Regions from separate parts of the Ovis aries genome. Here region 1 is linked to region 2. Evidence: chromatin contacts called from public Hi-C data. All regions are on one chromosome and are shown on one strand. The core of a region is the stretch at or near the end of the contact, and the rest is flanking DNA. Distances in the headings are between cores, read along the strand shown.

Region 1 (5,325 bases), core at 1,505-4,004, 310 kb after region 2:
CTAGAACAATGAGAAATGTTTTTTTCATTTAAGCTGCCCTGTCGGTGGTATTTTGTTCTGTCAGCCTGAGTGGACCAGGTAGCCCAAACCCACAGAGATGCGGTGAGTAGCTCAGGAAAGTACAGGGCCAGCACTTGAGGCCAGAGCTTGGGCCAGTGGCCCGCAGGAGCTCCGGTCCAGCAGCAGCATCAGCAGTCTGACCGCACGCCCTCTGGAATGCTGCTGGCAAGTAGCCGGCAGGGGACGGGAACCGGCAGGGGGCGGGTTGGGCCTCAGAGTCAGGGCAGAGTCCTGGCCCCAACAGGCCAAGGATAGGCGCCAACAGCACTAAAGTGAACATCAAAGAAGATGCTCCATGGGGAGGTTTTGCGAAGGTCACGAGGCCTAAAAAATCACCCCCAGGGGCCTTTTCTGAACTGGAAGTGGAAACAGGAAATAGCTAAATGAGATTCATCTTGGAAAAATGCAAGCTCATACATCTGGGTAAAACTAATCCAAAACACAGCATGAGATACCACAGTGCAGAGCTGGGGGCGGACTGCAACCCTCAGGGCAGCTGAGAGGGCCTGTGCAGCCTCTGACTTTTCTGGGGGCTGGTCTCAGTGTGGGCAGCAGGAAGCTGAGGACTTAGACATCTGGGAACTCCAAGCCAGGTTTACTGGAAAGAGAGGGCTGAGGTCTCCACTTCTCAGCTGGTTGGACAGTGACCTAGTGGTCCAGGAAGGGGAGAAAAGGAAAAGGGCAACCATCAAGGCCATGGCCTTGTGCACTGGTGCCCAGGCCTCCACTGGGTGGTAACCAAGGATCACCCCTCACAAAGCCTCCCTGGGCCCACGGAAAGCCCTGTATTCCTCATTTTTGCAAGCCGCCCAGTGCTTTAAGTATTCAGGTATGATGGGTTGTTAAAAGTTGCCTCTGCCTCTCCAGGAGAGAACTCAGGTACCCAAAATGGAGTCAGAGGCCATTAAAAGGAACAGGAGTGGTTTCAGGGAATAGACTACTGCTCCCTGAGGAAAGGCAGCACCCGCAGATGGGGAAGTAACTCCCTTACAAAGAAGCTGGGAGCTCCCCCTTCCCACATGGCAGGAGGAGAAATGAGGATGGGAAATGAGAGGGTCTGCATCCCAGGCCTCCCAGCTTCACAGTGTGTGTGCTGGGCCCAGGAGAGCAGACTGGGAGCTGGTGGGGAGGGCCAGAGGGGACCTGGTCTCAGGCACCTGCCTCCCTCAGCCCTGTGTCCACTGACTAGTGAAGGGTTGTGGGGTGTGGGGAGTGGGGGACGGAGATGAACGACATCACATGGTATAACAAAGAGATTCCAAAATGTAGTGCCTGAAAATAGGAGAGACACAACACTCAATGTTGTTAAGATGTCTGCTTTCTCAACCTGATCTAGAGATTCAATGCAATACCAATCTTGGAAAAGGAATTGTGGGGTGAGATTTCTGTTTTCATTTTGTTGGGTATGGTTGCTAAATTGGCTTCCAAAGAGTCCCTCCTACAAATTGCCAATTCCCTCATGTGTGATCAATTTGTAAACATTGGTTAATGTGACAGGTAAAAATATTCATTTAAATTTGCCCTTGTGTGGTGATTGGACCTGTCAGGCAATCTGGTATGTGTTTTTTTTGTTTGTTTTTAAAAGGGAAAAAAAAAATCGTTTGGCTGTGGGACATAGGCAAATCTTAGTTCTCCCACCAAGGATATAACCCACACATCCTTCAGTGGAAAGGCGGAATCTTAACCACTGGACCACCAGGGAAGTCCCTGGTATGTTTTTGAGAAGACTTTCTTCTGTAAATTGACTACTGGTGTTCTTGCTCATTGTATTTTCCTTATTTATCTGTGAACAATTTCTTAATTACAGAAATTAAATTCAAAATGTGTCACAGTATTTCCCCCGTTTGCCTTTTAATTTTTAAATAATTTAAAATATGTATGTCAAGCTTATCATTTTTTCCTTTAGTGTCTCCAGGTTTATTGTGATACTTAGGGCTGAAAAAACATTCATCGACTTCCCAGCACATTTTTTGTGTTGTTTCTTTCTTAGATTTGAATGTTTGATCCATCTGGATTTTATTTTGGTGTTAAGCGTGAGGGAGCCAACTTCTATTTTTCCAAATGGCCGGCCAGTCGTCCTAACACCGTTCGATTGAAAAAGACTGAAAAGCCTTTCCCGGGGTTTGAAGAGACCACTCCACCAGCACGCTTCAAGCTAGCGCGTTTGCCGGGGCCCGGGGTCCAAGGACCCCTCGTCGCCAGGTTTCCGCGGCCCATCTGTCCTGCCAGATCCAATCGGAGGAGGCGAAGGGAAAGAGGTGGAGTGGATATTCCGCTCCTGAGAACTATTCCACTCCCACCAGCCACCGACCGACCACTAACCCCCCCTTTCCCCACCCTTGCGTTCAGGACAACCCCAGATACCACTACCGCGACTTCACCTCCACCCTCCGAGGACAAAGCCCCTGACCCGCGTCGAGGAAGTCTTTCTTACCTCCCACCTCCTCCCTCTCAGCTCCCACCCCTAACCCTAGTCTCTCCACCCGGGTGGTCCCACGAAGGGGAGAGGACTTTCTACGAGGGTAATTTAAATAAAAGGTGTGCGCTCCGGTTCTATTTGCATAGAGGCGGGGCCTCTAAAGCCAACCTCCACCTCGCTCCGAAAGACCCAGGGGGAGAGAACCACCCGGAGACTTAATTTGCAGGGGGCGGGGCCTGCCTCTTTAAGTAGAGCCGGGAGCCACTTCCCCTTCCAGTCGGCTTCCGCCCGCTGTCGCTTCCGGCTTCTGTCAGCCTTCCGCCCGCTTTTTTCTGGCTTCTGTCCAGGCTTCCGCTGCTTTCGCTGGCCGCCGCGGGTGGCCGGAGCCCTAATGCTACCGAAACGACGGCGAGCGCGGGTCGCGTCCCCCAGCTCCGCCCCCTCTTCCGCGGCGCGCTTCCCGGGGGTCACTATCTACCTGGCCGAGCCACACATGGGCCGCAGTCGCCAGGCTTTTCTCACACGCCTGGCTGTCTCCAAGGGTTTCCGCGTCCTGAGTGCCTACAGGTGCGCGGTCGTGGCGAAGCTGCCGCTAGGCGGGGTCACCCGCCCGGGGCCTCCTTTCCAGGGCTTTCTTTCCGAGGGGCGCGGGGCGGGGGCTGGCCAAAGGCCTCGCCTCACCTAGGAATGTGGCACGCCCATATCTGTATCACCGCGCTGTCGCGCCGGGCCGGCCGGGGGGCGCTGCTGCGTGGCGTGAGGGCCTGAGCACAAAATGACCCGGCTAGGAATTTTGCAGCTGACCAGCCACTATACACGGTGTTACCTTACAGCTGAGGATATTGAGATCTGAAAAGACTCCCTCGCAGCTGACCCTGGGGCGGAGGGGCACCTGAGGTTTTTGTATTCCAAGTTAACCCTGGCACTTCGTGGTCAGTCATATGGGTTTTGTTAATTTTCTTTTTTTGTAAAAGAGTGTTAGCAGTTATGGCCAGGAGTGTTTCTGTAGGACAAGGAGAGAACATGCCGGAGGCTTTGTAAAATCATGCGGGTGTATGTTGGGTTAGTAACGTTTCATTAGGTGAATTCATCTTGCCCTGTTAGCTAAACAGATCTCTTTCCTCAGAGCTGAGAAAGGGATTTAAGTGAGACTTCCAAGAGTAGAATTAAACCAAGCAAAAGGGTCACAGAAGCAATGCTAAGAGTAAGGCAGGAGGGTTTCCATCGTTTTTGAAGTTGAGAGAGCAAAGTGAACCTAGGGACCAGTCCCCCTGAAGCTTAGTTAGCTATACCCAGGGTTGTTGCAGACCCACTCAGGATGATGACAGCAGCCTCGAGTGTGCTGGGCACTATCTAAGCCCTTTTGCTTATTATTAGCTCGTTTAATCTTTACAGCAAGCCTACAAAGTAGATGTATTAATATCTCTGCTTTGCAGAGTTGGAAGTCAAAAGTACAGAGATAAATGATGTGCCCAAGGGCACAGAGCAAGTGTGGGGCAGAGCTGAAGTTCAAAGCCAAGTAGTCTGTCTCTAGCACTTGGAAGTAGGACCCACCCACCCCCACCCACCCTGCTTCCTGGACCCCAGGCCCCTGGCCTCTCCTTTCTCTGGGTTTCGGGGAGAAGAAGACAGACAAATTAACACCAAAAAAGGGTTGGGCTTGTGATCCTAGCTAGACCAGAGAGCCACAGCTCAGCAGATGCTGGAGTGATGGAGATGTTTGGCTGCCAGGAGGAGGGGCTGAAAATCTGGAATGAACAGATGCTCACCAGGCAGAGGGGATAGTATTGGCGAAGGCTTGGAGATGTAGAATGGAGCAGGAAAAATGGCAGGCCTGGGACAGGGCTCCAGACCTCACAATCTCTTCCCTCCACCCAGCCCAGAGGTGACACACGTGGTGATGGAGGGGACCTCAGCAGAGGAGGCTGTCTGCTGGCAGGAGCGCAAGACATCGGCTCTTCCTCCAGATTGTACCCGCCCAGTGCTTTTAGACATAAGTTGGTTCACAGAGAGCATGGCCGCTGGGCAGCCTGTCCCTGTGGAGTGCCGGCACCGCCTGGAGGTGAGCCGGGTGGAGGCTTAGGGTAGAGCCACTGAGGAAGCCCCAGGGCTGGCCAGACCTCAGCTGGGACAGGTGACATGGCAGCAGTGGCTCAGTGTCCTTCCTGTGAGTTGGGCAGTGAGGGCCCCATCCAGACCACCATGGGGAAGGTCCCAGTGCTTCCTGGGTGAGCACAGTGGAGTGGTTCAGGTGTGGGCTCAGAACAGGGCTGCCTGCATTCAAATCCTGGCTCTGCCCATGAGCCACAAGGTCTCAGAGTCCCCATCTGTGACGTGAGGGTGATAGGCACGTCAGGCCCACTTGATTGAGAGGAAGTGACAGAACACGTGCCCCGTGAGAGGTAGCATTGCACCGCTACCGCTGCTTTGGCCTCTGCCCTGTGCCTCGAGCAGTTCTGCCCTCTCTGAGTCTGCTCCTGTCCTGAGAGCCCTAGGTGACCCCCCTACCAGGAGAGGTGGGGCTCTGGAGGGCTGCCTGGTCCTTTGCCAACCCTGCAGCATCAAAGCAGCCTGTGCATTGCCCATCCCTAGGTGGCTGTGCCCAAAAAGAAGATGCCAAGCCCAGCATGGATGCTGCCCTATGCCTGCCAGCGTCCCACACCCCTCGTGCACCATAATGCCAGCTTCTCGGTGAGCTGTGGCTCCTGTGTCTCCCTGGGATGGAGCCAGGCCCTCCCGTGTCCCAGCCTTGGAGGGAGGGTTAGGGTAAGGCATTCCGCCATCCCTGCCTCTCACCAAGGACCCTTCCCTGCAGGAGGCTCTGGAGACGCTGGCAGAGGCCGCTG
Region 2 (5,365 bases), core at 819-3,318:
CAGGCAATGGGAGACTCCTCACCTCTTCCTCTGTCCTTGTAATGTATGCTCTGCCTACCATTCCCACAGCGAGAGTTGTTTTCAACAACATCTTCCTCTCAACACCTGGAGAAAGGAAGGTGTTTTTGAGACCATCTGGATAGTGTATGTGATTGAACCCAGTTAAGGTGTCTGTATAAACGTTTGTGATTCTGGCAGAGTGGACGTGAAAATATACTGGTCTTGTGGCTGCCTAGGACAAGTAACTGTCCTTGCTTATTAAACCTACCTACCAGTCTGAAGTGGTCTGCCTCTTTCTTCCATCTCTCCTTGCTCTGTGTATACAGAGACTAGATTGTGAACAAAGATCCACTCAAATTATTAGGACAGACCAATGGATATTAATGTGACAAAGTAGGAGACGTTTATTGATACAATTTCAGATTTCACAGTGCAACTAATCTTTAAGAAACTACAATTTGTTGAATGTTGGTGTAGTTTCCAAGAATAATACATTTATTTGAAAAGGCCAATTAAACTGCTATTTGTATAAGACTGGGTTTCTCATACTTCAATCAAAATACCATACTGCAATGCAGTGAATGCAGCAGATATGAGAATCTGGCTGTCATCGATTCAATTAAGCTAGATAGTAAAGAGATTTGCAAAAATTTTAAAGGATGCTTTGTTTCTCATAAACTTTTACTGCTCTGAAGAACCTTCAGTTCAGTTCAGTTCCGTCAGTCGCTCAGTCGTGTCCGACTCTTTGCGAAGGACCTTACTTCTTTACAAAAATGTTAACATATTTTTATTATATTAAAATGCATAAATAAATATTTAAACATTTTGTTTTTATGTCCAATATGGTAACTATCAATAAACATAACACACATAAAATTTATGAAGACTCCAAAGAATCTTTGATATATTTTAAGAATGAAAATGGGTCTTTTTTTTCTCCTTTTGGCCATGGCCACACTTGCGGGATCTTTGTTCCTGGACCAGGGATTGAACCTGGGCACTCTGATGCAGAGTCCTAACCACTGGACCCTCAGGGAATCCCCTGTAAATAGGTCCTAAGTCCAAAAAGTTTCGGAATCACTGCTCTAGAGCAATTTATCTGAGTTTGACTTTATTTACAATTCATTAGAGTCCATATACTATGAAGAAACATGTTAACTTGTAGATCTCAGGCCAGTAGAGATGCAAATCATTTCCATCCACTAGGAAAGATAATCTACACCATTTTATAGGACACCAGCCAGCTTTGTATACAATCTAGCCATCTTACTGCTTTCTGAAAGTTATAAATACCCAGTTTCTCGAAAAGCTGTCAATTAAAATGGATAAATCTCTGATGTGTTCATTATATATTTGAGTGTTATGCTTCGATTTTCAGATTATGCTTTGAAAGACCCTTAGAACACGTATACATGCTGTGTGAGTATATATATACTGTGCGTACACATATATACTACACACACACATATATACATACGTATATGTATATTTCACAGGATGGCACACCAGATTCTCTATTCTGCATCTAGCTCTGTCCATTTAATACTGGTACATGCACTCACTTGACAATCTTGTCTTCTTTTATTTATGCACATCACCTTGCATTTCACTCACGACTATGTTAGTAACGGGAAACACACCAACAGAAAGGTCGCATTTTCCTCTTTGGACTCTCAAGCAAAATGTTCTCGCTGTCCCGCCTTGTTTCTGGACATCCAGTCTGGAACACAGCCCACAAACCACGTGACAACAGCGTGGCTCACGTAACAGTTGTTGCCCGCGTTACAACTTTTCCGCCAGTTTCCAACATGGCCACTAGGCGCCCTCAATGCCGCAGCCCCGGGTCCTCTTGCGCTTCGGGGCCTTCTGCTCCTCAGCGAGACCGCCCGAGAAGCCCGGGGGCAGTAGGGGCGGTGCCCGGGTCCAGTCGGCTCCAGCGCAGTCCAGCCCAGCTCCACCGCGGGGGCGAACAAGAGCGGACCGGAAGTTTCCCGGGCGCGCTAGCGGCCGAGGCCATTACTGCAGAGCACCGGAAGTGGCCATAGGCCGGCGTCCGGGCCGCGCCCGCAGTGAGTGAGCTTTCCTCCGGCCGGCGACGCCATGGAGCCTGGGGCGGCCGAGCTGTACGATCAGGCCCTGCTGGGCATCTTGCAGCACGTGGGCAACGTTCAGGACTTTCTGCGTGTGCTTTTCGGCTTCCTCTACCGCAAAACGGACTTCTACCGCCTGCTGCGCCACCCGTCGGACCGCATGGGCTTTCCCCCGGGGGCCGCGCAGGCGCTGGTGCTGCAGGTAACGCGCGGTAGGCGGGAAGCTTGGGGTGAGGTGGGGAAGATCGTGGGAGCCCCGACCCCCGCGAACCCGCTCCCGTAGTCTCCCACCCTCTGGGAGCTCAGGCTCCTGCGAGCCCGCCGCTTCCTCCGCTGCCGGCCTCAGTTCATCCTCTGGCGCTTCCCCCGACCCGCCTTCTGCGGCCGCGGCTTCTGCCGAGATGCTGGTCTGTTATCAGTTTACTCCTGTGCGAGAGGTGCCGGCTCTATAGCAGCTTGGTCCGATAGGGTGCATTTGGATATCAGAAGCTTAGGGCTCCGGTCAGCTCCAGCAGCGCGTAACCCTTCGAGTGACAGAGAATGAAAACTGCAGGCTAGACTTGGGGAAGGGGCGGCGGCAGCACGGACACCTGCACACCCCAGAATTACGACTACTGGACGAGAGGGAGGCTGTATGATGGGTGTGGGTCTCTTATTTGAAATGTGACTTTTTACATCGAAGACATAGTATAATAGTACTTAATAAGTTTACATATGAGCATATATGTGTGCATCCCAGGTTAAGCTTATTGTTGGAGGCTGTCATTCACTGTAGTTGACGGGGTATTTGAAATGTAATAAGCAAGAGTTCACACTCAGCCGCTGCAGGCATTAGAGATACACTGGTTATGCGGATGGTTAAATAATGGTTTCTCTGCTTGGGACACTTACGCTATATTTAAAGAGATGAAATACAGTAGCAGGGATCTTTGCCTGTTACCTGACAAAGCCATTGGAAGGAAGGGAATAGAAATGATCTTTTGGAAATGAAGACGAGTTTTGTAGAGGAGGTGGAATTTTGATGGGATCGACAGAGGATACTCAGTCAAGCATTGAGCCAGGAACCTGAGAAGGTGGAAATGCTGGCGATACCTCTCACTGTCGTCTAGCACTTTACAGTTTATGAAGTGATTTCAAAGGTTTATCTCGTGAAGTCTTTTTACTCGCTTCAGGTTGGCCCGATATTACTTTCCTAAGTGCCTGCATGAAGAAACAAAAGCTTAGAATGTTTGAATAACTACCAGAGATAATATGGTCAAATGAGGAGTGAGGTTGGTATTCAGTTTGAAAACTTAAGGCTGTTCCTCATCCTTGTAGTGGTTAAGTACCATCCAAGTGATCAGAGAACTGTGTGTCAGAGATGGTTTTTAGCAAATCCTTTGGCAAATTAATAATTTCCCGGAAGCCTGTGAAGTAGATAAGGATGAATTTTATGTGGCAAATGAGGGTGCTAGTTCAGCAGATCAAGTGGTTTGACCAAACTCATCATAGAGCTAGAGCTCAAAACTTCATTTTTCTGATTCCATATCTTTCTGTTCTATTATTTAACCAATCCATTGTAGAGTGGCAACACTTTTGTCTAGGGTGATCTTTTGCAGAAAAAAGAAAGGACCATTTACTGAGCACCTAGTAGTTGTTATGTAATTTTTGTTCTAGGTTGTCATTTGTTCCTAACAACCTGAATAGGTTGATCTTTTTCCTTGTTTTACAGGTAAACTGACAGAGGTAATTCATGAATCTGGTAACAGTATGTAAGACACCTACTATGTTTTAGACACTCTCAAAGGTTAAGACTTGGTGAACAGTTTAATAAAGTGGAGGTGGGGAACAAGGCAGAGAGAGAGGTGGGATGGGCCAGCGGTGACCCAAGGTTTCAGTCCAGGGCACTGTAATATTGGTAATGCATTCACTGAACTGTCACCTGAGTTTAGGGGAAGAAGCTTAGTTTTAGACAAGTTGAATTGGAGATTTCAGACAGAAGTCTCTGTCCATAGGCTGTTGAATTGTGGGACTGAATCTCATGGGAGGTAGAAGAATCTGAGTGGTTTGAAGGAGAGGAGCTGAAGGTGAAGGAGCACGGCAGAGAGAAGGTGCCTTTGGACAGAAGGACCCCAGAGAAGGAACTGGAGAAGCAAGAGGCTGTGGGAGTGGGAGGGGGATGGAAGGAAGTGGGCAGCGCAGTAAGTTCCATGGAAACCAGGAGGGACAATTTCTAGCAGGTAGTTAAGAGGAGTGTAGTGTTTTTTCAGAGTGGTTCTCAATCGTCAGCATTGCCCAAGGAACTTTAAAAGATATCCTCTGGTTATTTTGGTTGAGTAAATCAGGGTAAATCCTGGGGAGCTGTTCTTTTATTCACAGAGGCATTGGGCAGTGGGGTGCTTGGGGGTCTCTTCAGAACTCAGGCAAAGAGAGTTTGGATGGCAGTATTGTAGTGCTCCATTCTGGAACTCCTGTTTTCCCCTGATATTTGGGGGTATGGGATGTTTGTGTGGTTTAAACCTTCTTCAACTTTTCCTCCCAGTTCTAAGGGGTTGCACAGCCAGGCTGTACAGTTTAAAGGACCTTCAGCAGGAAAGATGCATGTGGAAATTGTATTCCACTCCCTTATTTATAAGTATATTTTAAGAAAACAGTAATTGAGACTGACATTTTGTTCATTTCAGTTGAACGTGTGTTTATTCTGGAGTTCAGTTTGGGAAGCCTGCTTAAAAGGTACCCCCCCCCCCCGCCCCCCGCCCACCTCCCCGTGAGAGTCAGGAAAGCTAGCTCTTTTTGCTCCTCCCGGAGCTTCTTGGGAAGTCTTGGGAGAATCACTCTTCTCTCTGTCAGTTGAGAAGGTTGATTGGAGGTCAGGGACACGTCTTCCAGCTCCGCATTCCAGCATTCTGAAATGAGTGCTGAGGTCAGCGGCGATGTGAGAGGTGAAGCAGGTGTCATCTTAGAGGAGGCAGGAATGCTCAGTAAGCAAGGGTAGTGTGGACCACAGTGTCATCAGGAGTATGAGGCCTGGGGTCCAAGGGAGGTTCCCAGTGTTTGGAACGAGCCCTTGCTGTTACTTCTTTTCTGGAGTTAAGATGAAGATGTGGTGTGTCAGGAAGATGAACGGCTCTGAGGGCAGTGGGTCTGGTGTCTGGTGTCATTGACATGGGTGTGAGAGGAGTGAGTCAGGGGCTCAGGTTCTCTGGAGAAGCAGAGATAGGTACTGTTCCTAGTTTTTAACCTTAGGATTTCCCTTGCCTTCCTTTGCCTCCATTTCCTTTCAGTGTTTAATGTGT

Evidence for each region. A called contact is a pair of places that touch in the nucleus more often than the background predicts.
Region 1: a contact with region 2 is called in a Hi-C map of muscle, with 6 times the contacts expected there. The contact joins the promoter of POLM here to the promoter of NUDCD3 in region 2. A contact is called at or near these places in 2 of 16 Hi-C or Micro-C datasets (liver and muscle).

What each region holds. Positions count from the first base shown.
Region 1 is chr4:78,875,669-78,880,993 of ARS-UI_Ramb_v3.0, forward strand. It overlaps POLM (DNA polymerase mu), which reads left to right and starts at 2,755. Exons shown (of 9, transcript XM_042248710.1): 1 at 2,755-3,046; 2 at 4,358-4,541; 3 at 5,072-5,170. The coding sequence starts at 2,871. It overlaps LOC121819416 (a long non-coding RNA gene), which reads right to left and starts at 3,034. Exons shown (of 2, transcript XR_006059661.2): 1 at 2,958-3,034.
Region 2 is chr4:78,568,512-78,573,876 of ARS-UI_Ramb_v3.0, forward strand. NUDCD3 (NudC domain containing 3) reads left to right here and starts at 2,069. Exons shown (of 6, transcript XM_004007984.5): 1 at 2,069-2,292. The coding sequence starts at 2,101. NPC1L1 (NPC1 like intracellular cholesterol transporter 1) reads left to right here. Exons shown (of 19, transcript XM_004008262.6): 19 at 1-281.